Linked DNA regions of Mus musculus: region 2 is linked to region 1. The links are chromatin contacts, called in public HiChIP or PLAC-seq maps. All regions are on one chromosome and are shown on one strand. Each heading gives the region's core, a stretch centred on a gene start, on an enhancer-like site or on the middle of the called end of the contact. The rest is flanking DNA. Distances are from core to core; before and after follow the strand shown. Region 1 holds the start of Wrap73 (WD repeat containing, antisense to Trp73). Region 2 overlaps Gm13110 (a long non-coding RNA gene).

Evidence for each region. HiChIP or PLAC-seq counts read pairs in DNA pulled down with a chosen protein or histone mark.
Region 2: a contact with region 1 is called in an H3K4me3 HiChIP or PLAC-seq map of embryonic stem cells, with 13 read pairs. The contact joins the enhancer-like site here to the promoter of Wrap73 in region 1. A contact is called at or near these places in 6 of 39 promoter capture datasets (cranial neural crest, embryonic stem cells, hippocampal neurons and 2 more), 3 of 484 Hi-C or Micro-C datasets (embryonic ectoderm and embryonic stem cells) and 2 of 115 datasets of contacts at active chromatin or transcription factors (both in embryonic stem cells).

What each region holds. Positions count from the first base shown.
Region 1 is chr4:154,140,730-154,144,387 of GRCm38.p6, forward strand. Wrap73 (WD repeat containing, antisense to Trp73) reads left to right here and starts at 1,643. Exons shown (of 12, transcript NM_021499.2): 1 at 1,643-1,784. The coding sequence starts at 1,716.
Region 2 is chr4:154,651,229-154,654,459 of GRCm38.p6, forward strand. The region is part of intron 1 of Gm13110 (a long non-coding RNA gene); the gene reads right to left. Among named protein-coding and RNA genes, the nearest start is that of Gm13110, 2.9 kb to the right of the region's middle. Within about 2 kb of position 1,488, at least 11 of the 459 cell types and tissues checked have an H3K27ac peak or open chromatin away from gene starts, as enhancers often do. A contact at or near this core is called in embryonic stem cells, where this site is marked.

The DNA.
Region 1 (3,658 bases), core at 393-2,892:
GATTGGTGTGCTAGGCGATGCCCAACGGATGCCCACAAACTGTGCACATAGAGCGGCTCGGAGTTAGTCAGGGGACTCTTCTCTGGCTCAAGAAGTCTTCTTCACCACCCGCCATCTCCCCTCTGGGCAAGTGAGCGGTCTCCGGTGCCCTCATCTACCACGCAGACCCGTAGTCTGGCGCACAGAAGGAGTTGGGTCCTTGTGGGACCCCTTAGTGGCACTGCAGAGTGGTCCTTGCCCAAGGTGTTCCCACATGCCCTGGAAGTCGCTTTAGTGCAGCTAGTGGCGTTGCAAGGGAGGTGGGTTGGAGCAGACCGAATCTCTCTCGAACTCGAAAGCCTGACCTGGTGTTAGGCCAATAGCTACGAGGAGTAATTATTTGCGAGCTGCAGATTAGAGACAAAGATGAATACCAAGCAAGAGTTTGGGACTGGTTGGGAACAGAAAATGCCAGGACGCTGGCCGCGCACTCTGCAGATCCTCTCCGAATGGTGCAAGCACCGCCATTCATTCATTCATTCATTCATTCATTCATTCATTCGTGGAAATTAGATGCAGCGGTGCGGAAGAGACTGGGAGCTATGAGCTGGACCGAGCAATACTAGATTCCGGTCTTTCAGAATTCGGAACTTAGCTCCAAAGGCAGTGGCTGAGCCTTAAGTGATCCTCTGAAGCTTTGGGTGCAGACAGGAACATCCAACCTCCCGAATGACACCGGAATGGGGAGCCTTGTGGGGCACAGGACGCGGGGTGCTGCGCGAGGGAGGGAGCAGAGCGCTTTGGGGAGCGATCCTGGTCTGAAGTCCAGTTGGTGCTGTATTCTACGTGCCCACCGAGGCTGCCGTCCCGGGTACCGAGCCACACCTCTGAATCAAGTCCACACTCTAACTAGAACCTCCAAAAAGGTGAGGCGACCCACGAGATCCACATGCCTTCGAATTCGTTCCGCCACAGACCTGAGAAGCACTTGAACGTCACGAGGTCACGCTGCAGGTGGTCGCTCTCAGGAAAACCTCAAAGCAAACCTATATTTATACTTATACGTGGAAAATACTTTGCTTTGTTCTGTTTGAGAAAGGGTCTCACGCAGCCCTGCATAGCCTCCAACTCTATAGGTAGCGAAGGATGCCCTGAACATCTGCGTCTCTGGTTTCAGGTGTAGGATTTTTTTTTTTTTTTTAATGCAAACCATCGTGCGGGGTTTATGCGATGCTGCGGACCAAAACCTGGGTTTCATATATGCTAAGCAATCATTTTGCCAATAGAACCGCACTCTCAGCTCCTGTAACAAAAAATTTGTTATCTACTAAAGAGGTGTATCGAAATACGACTATATACTTACACATAAATACGCATTTACATGTAAATAAATGTATGTTCACAAGTACAGAGGTCTAGTTACAACCTGAATTTCAGATAAGGGAGTCTTTTAGTCTAAGTATGCCCCGGGTAACTTTTGGGAACATATTTATTTTGTGATTTATCTGAAGTCAGAATTCAGCCTTCCGTTTCGGGATTTGCAGGGAGATCCGCTATAGCGCAAAGGCGCTCAGCCCCTTTAAGACTCAAACTCGGACTTCCCGCCCCACAATGCCGCGCGGCCGCTTGAGGCTCCCATTGGCTGCTGCTCGCTTCCGCCCCTGTACTTCCGGCCGCTGCCTGGGGCGGTTGCGGGAGGTACTTCGGAGCCGGGCTGGCCCGGGCTGGCCGTGGCCATGAACTTCTCGGAGTCATTCAAGCTCTCGGGCCTGCTCTGCAGGTTCTCCCCGGACGGCAAGTACCTGGTGAGCTGCGGCGCGCTGGGCGGAACCTAAGTGTGGGCGCGCGACTTGTGCACGGGGCCGGGGCGGGCCGAAGGGGGGCGGGAAGGGGGCCCGAGCCGGGCGGCCGCGGGGACTCAGGCTGGACTTAGGGGGCGGGGTGGGAGGTGGGAGAGGGAGGCAGGCAGAGGGGTTTCAGCCCAGATGAGGGAGAACCAGATGATTAGAGAGAACGAACCTGAAGCCGAAGAGGGATCCAGGCCAGCCAGGCTGGGGGATCCTGGCAGGTGACCAGGGTGGAGAAAGAGGACGTGGAGCAGAGTGGGGATGGAGTTGGGGTTGCTATTCTGGCAGGTGGTCAGGGTTAGGAAGGAGGTCTTGGAGCAGGTGGCCAGGGCTGGGTGGGTGCCAGGCTCCCGGCTCCAGTTTCCCTTCATCAAAGTTGGATAAGATGACTCTGCTTTCACACATTTGAGGGCACAGGGGATGGCAGCTCATTGCTATTTTGTATGTTTTCTGTGAGCGAGCTGGTTAAACGGGGCCCTCCTTTGTGAAACTCGTCATAAGCAAATGGTTTAAATAACTAGCTTTCATTGCCAGGGTTGGATGTTAGCTGTCTATTCTTTGGGTGGCAGAATAGTGTTCAGATGGGTGTTTCAAGGTACGCCAACATGACCATTGTGCATTTGTAGAAGGCTGACGTTAGGAAGCCATCAGGGAAAACTCAAGTCTTATTTTAAAAAACTGTGGTTCCGTGCCAGTCGGGTAGCTTGGCTAGTAACGGTACCTGCCACCAAACCTGATGACCTGAGTCCCAGCTCTAGGACCCACTTAATGGAAGGAGAGAACTGTCTCCTGCATGTTGTCCTCTGGCCTCCACATAAGCCGTAACTAGTGCCTGACCCTTCTCACATACAAATGCAATCCTAATTTTTAACAAGTTTTCTTTGATTAATCTATCATTCTCTTTTTAACTGACTGATACCATTGATTGATTGATTGACTGATTGACAGGGTTTCTCTGTAGCTCTGACCAGGTTGGCCTTGAACTCAAAGATCTGCCCCTTGTCTCCTGAGTGCTGGGATTAACGGAGCATGCCACCATGCCTGGCTGTCTTGATTCTCAGTTCACACCCCTGCTGTGTTTGTCCAGGCTTTTGAGACATCCTTTACCCTCCTTATACACATCATCCTAACAATGTAGGAAGTGTCAGGGTAGGACCTGCTTAGCAGGGAAAGGTACTGCCATGCAAGCCCGAGGACTTGAGCTCCGGCTCGGGAACCCACGTAAAGGTGGGAGGAGACCATCAGCCTCGCACACATTGATACATTTTACCTTTTTCCAAGTGCCTCCAGAGACTAAGGTTGCTTTACGGTTCTGAAAGTCTCAGTGAACAGCAAAGAAGTTGCATTTGGGTTAGCTGATATTTGTGCTTGCCGCTCATCAAAATATCGTGGAGCTCTTAATAATTGTTTCTTTCAAGTTTTGTCCTAAATCCTGAGCAGAGCGAGTCCATGTTTCCAGTGTTGGTGTCTTAAGTGATTCCTAAGGAATCCATTGTAACAGGTTACTGCTCACCAAACTCTAATGTGAGAACACAAGCCCTTTGATAGGTCCTCCTTCTGATCTGCACTTGCCCTCTTGCTCTCTTTCCACAGAAGACAAATGTGGCTTCATTAAAAAAAAAAGAGTCTGTGTGTGTGTGTGTGTGTGTGTGAGTGAGAGAGAGAGAGAGACAGAGACAGAGACAGAGAGACAGAGATAGAAACAGAGAGATGCTACAACACACGTGTAGAGGGCAGAGGACAACCCCCAGTGTTATTCCTTACCTTCCACCTTGTTTGAGACAAGGTCTCTTGCTCTTCACTGCATAAAGCAGGCTAGCTGGCCCACATGT
Region 2 (3,231 bases), core at 238-2,737, 510 kb after region 1:
AGGCGGGGCCATTCCCACTTACAGTTGTCCTGAGTTTTATAAGAAAGCAGGCTGAGGGCTGGAGAGATGGCTCAGCGGTGAAGAGCACTAACTGCTCTTCCAGAGGTCCTGAGTTCAATTCCCAGCAACCAGATGATGGCTCACAACCACCTGTAATGAGATCTGCCACCCTCTTCTGGTGTGTCTGAAGTCAGCTACAGTGTACTTATGCATAATAATAACTAATTCTTTGGGCCTGAGCAAGCGGAGTTGACCTGACTGGAGTGAGCAAAGGTCCTAAAATTCTATTTCCAACAACCACATGAGGGCTCAAAATCATCTGTACAGCTACATTGTACTTACATACATAAAATAAATAAATCTTAAAAAAATGATAAAGGCCTGTGCCTTTAACACCAGTTAAGAGTTCAAAGCCAGTTAAGCCTATATAAGCAAGACCTTGTCTCAAAATCCCTAAAAGAAACAAAGAGCCTATTTATGTAGATGAAATGTGACCTGTGCAAAAATTCTAAATAATGACAAACATTATTGTCATCATGGTCATCATCATCATGAGGTCAGTACTAATCTATATAAAAGGTCAACACATGAACACCCAGCACACAAGTACATAACACATATACATACAACACAAGTATACATAACATACATGTACCCACAACACATACTCAGAACATATGATCAGAATACATATACACATAGCATACAGTATACACACAACATGTATGCAGAGAATATAATATGTACATACAATATACATAGCTGTTTGTATAACTTCCATATACAAACACACATATATACACATATACACACATATATATACACACATATATACACACATGTATACATACATACACAAAACATATATATATATATACACACACACACACACACATGTACATACACACATACAACACATACCATGCACATAGCACAGGACATACATTGAATAAGCCCATAGAAATCATGTATGTGTGTGTGTGTGTGAATGTGTGTGTGTGTAATGATACATACACATAATATATACACATATTCCATAGAATGGCTGCCCAAGGCAGAGGAGGAATGGAAGAATGGGATCATGAAAAATGACAGAGGCAGGTGCTGAGGAGTGGCAGCCATATCCATGAGTGAGGAACTCAGGTAGCTGGACTCCTTAGTTTTCTAACGGGGGTGGGGGCACAGGGGGCAGACACAACACCTCAGGCTTGGCTGGAAGCGCTCAATTACCCAGCATTACCATCTGTCTCTGTGTCTCTTTCTCCTCCTGTGTGCCTTTTGCCTCCCAAAATCTGGCATTCCTGGAGTCCTGAAAGGCTGAAAGGAGGAGGGCATGTCCTCCCTCCCCGTGACCACCCCATGGGTCGCTCCTGGGCCACAGATCCTGTTAACTTGCCCAATGCACTTGACCAGTGTCTGGGTGGTCTGCTACATTGACTCCTCCGGAAACCTGATGCCCTCCAGCCAGTGCATCTGTCTGGTAGATTTCCAGTGGGAGGGGCAGGGCTACCTCCCCGAAGCACAGAGCCTGACAGCCACACCACAGCATTCCCAGGCTGCAGCAGGGGGATGCCCCCTCCAGTCTCAGGGTTTAGGAGCAGAAGGACCAGCTGGTCCCAGCTGCAGCTCAGCGGGACAGAGACCATGAGAAGATATTCCCCCCACCCCGTCCTCTCTACCTCCCTATTCCAGTCCTGTCTTACCCTCGTGCTGGAACCCACACCAGCCACTTCAGCTTCCTCCAAGGTATGCTGAGGGGGACTCTAGATTCCCGAAGTGGCTTCCACAGCTGAAGGAAGGAGCTGGAGCTGAAACTTGCCTCCTGCTGGCCACCAGTGTGCTCTTTCATTCTCATGTGCCCACCCTGTCATCTGTCTCTAAGCTGACTTCTTCCTCTCAACAAGATTTTCACACTGTCTGTGTTTTCCACACGAGGAGCTTGCCCTTACCAAGGTCACAGAGCTGAGCTCTGAAACTTGACTGGTTTGCTGTCTTGGCACATGGATCTTAGATGCTGTCTGTGGTAGTCTGAGGCATATGAAGAAGGGGAACTTCTCTGTGGCAGTGAGGAGACACAGGGAGATGGGTCAGGGGCTCGGAACAAGGTCACCTGAAGGATGCTGAGTTTGAGGGTGTCAACCAGCTCTAATTATGTCATTCCTGCTTCTCCTGCCCAACTTAGTTGTCAGGACCTGGGGAAGGATGCCATGTCTGAGTGTTCTTGGAAGGAAATGAAAGTGTAATCTCTTAAGAGGCTGAAACCACCGCTCTGAGACAATGTTTTTAATGGGACAACCATTTTACTTAGCTCAATTCATTGAGAAGGGTGAATCCAAAAGACAAAATGGAGTCAAGACCTTTTGGGCAGCCAGGAGACTAAGGACTTTGCCATGGACATCCACTGTAGATCCTCACTGGAGGAAACCAGGAGTCTAAGGATCTTCACTGTGGACACCCATTGTACATATTCACTAACTCCTGAGACAAGAATCTTAGACATGTTCACTTCGTCCTGTTCATGGAAAGGGACAGCTCAGAGTGTGGAGAACACAGATCTGGAATTCACAGACGCTGGAAAGGGCCTGCCAGATAAGTGGTCTCTGAGGGACATCTAGAAAGTTCTCTTTCAACCTCCTTCCTTCCTTCCTTCCTTCCTCTTTCTTCCTTCCTTCCTTCTTTTCTTCCTTCCTTTTCTCTCTCTCTCTTTCTTTAAAATATTGTTTATTTAATGTATATGAGTACACTGTAGCTATCTTCAGACACACCAAAAGAGGGCGTCAGATCACATTACAGATGGTTGTGAGCCACCATGTGGTTGCCTGGAATTGAACTCAGGACCTCTAGAAGAACAGTCAGTGCTCTTAACTACTGTGTCCATTTCAAAGCTAAAGTTTCTACTGACAGGCTTCAATAACCCTTATCCTCCCCATGTGACATCTCTCAGTGGGGCCATTGATTCAAGTGAGCCTGTTGTCACCGCCCTGGCTAGACTCTGAGCGAACAAGGGCTGTGTTTCTCTCCCTGACATGCTCAGGCTAGCACAGGATGGTGATAATGATGGGTGGCCATGTCTCCAATCCCACTGCAGCATCCATTGACTCTGGTCTGAGTGGAGGGAGGCACTGCTGTTGCCTCTGGATCTCCAAGGAAGAAGCCGAAGCTCTTCACAGTGGTGATACTTGAGCAGCTGGGAGTTGAGGGGAGATCTCACTACCCTCAGGTCCCTCCTGC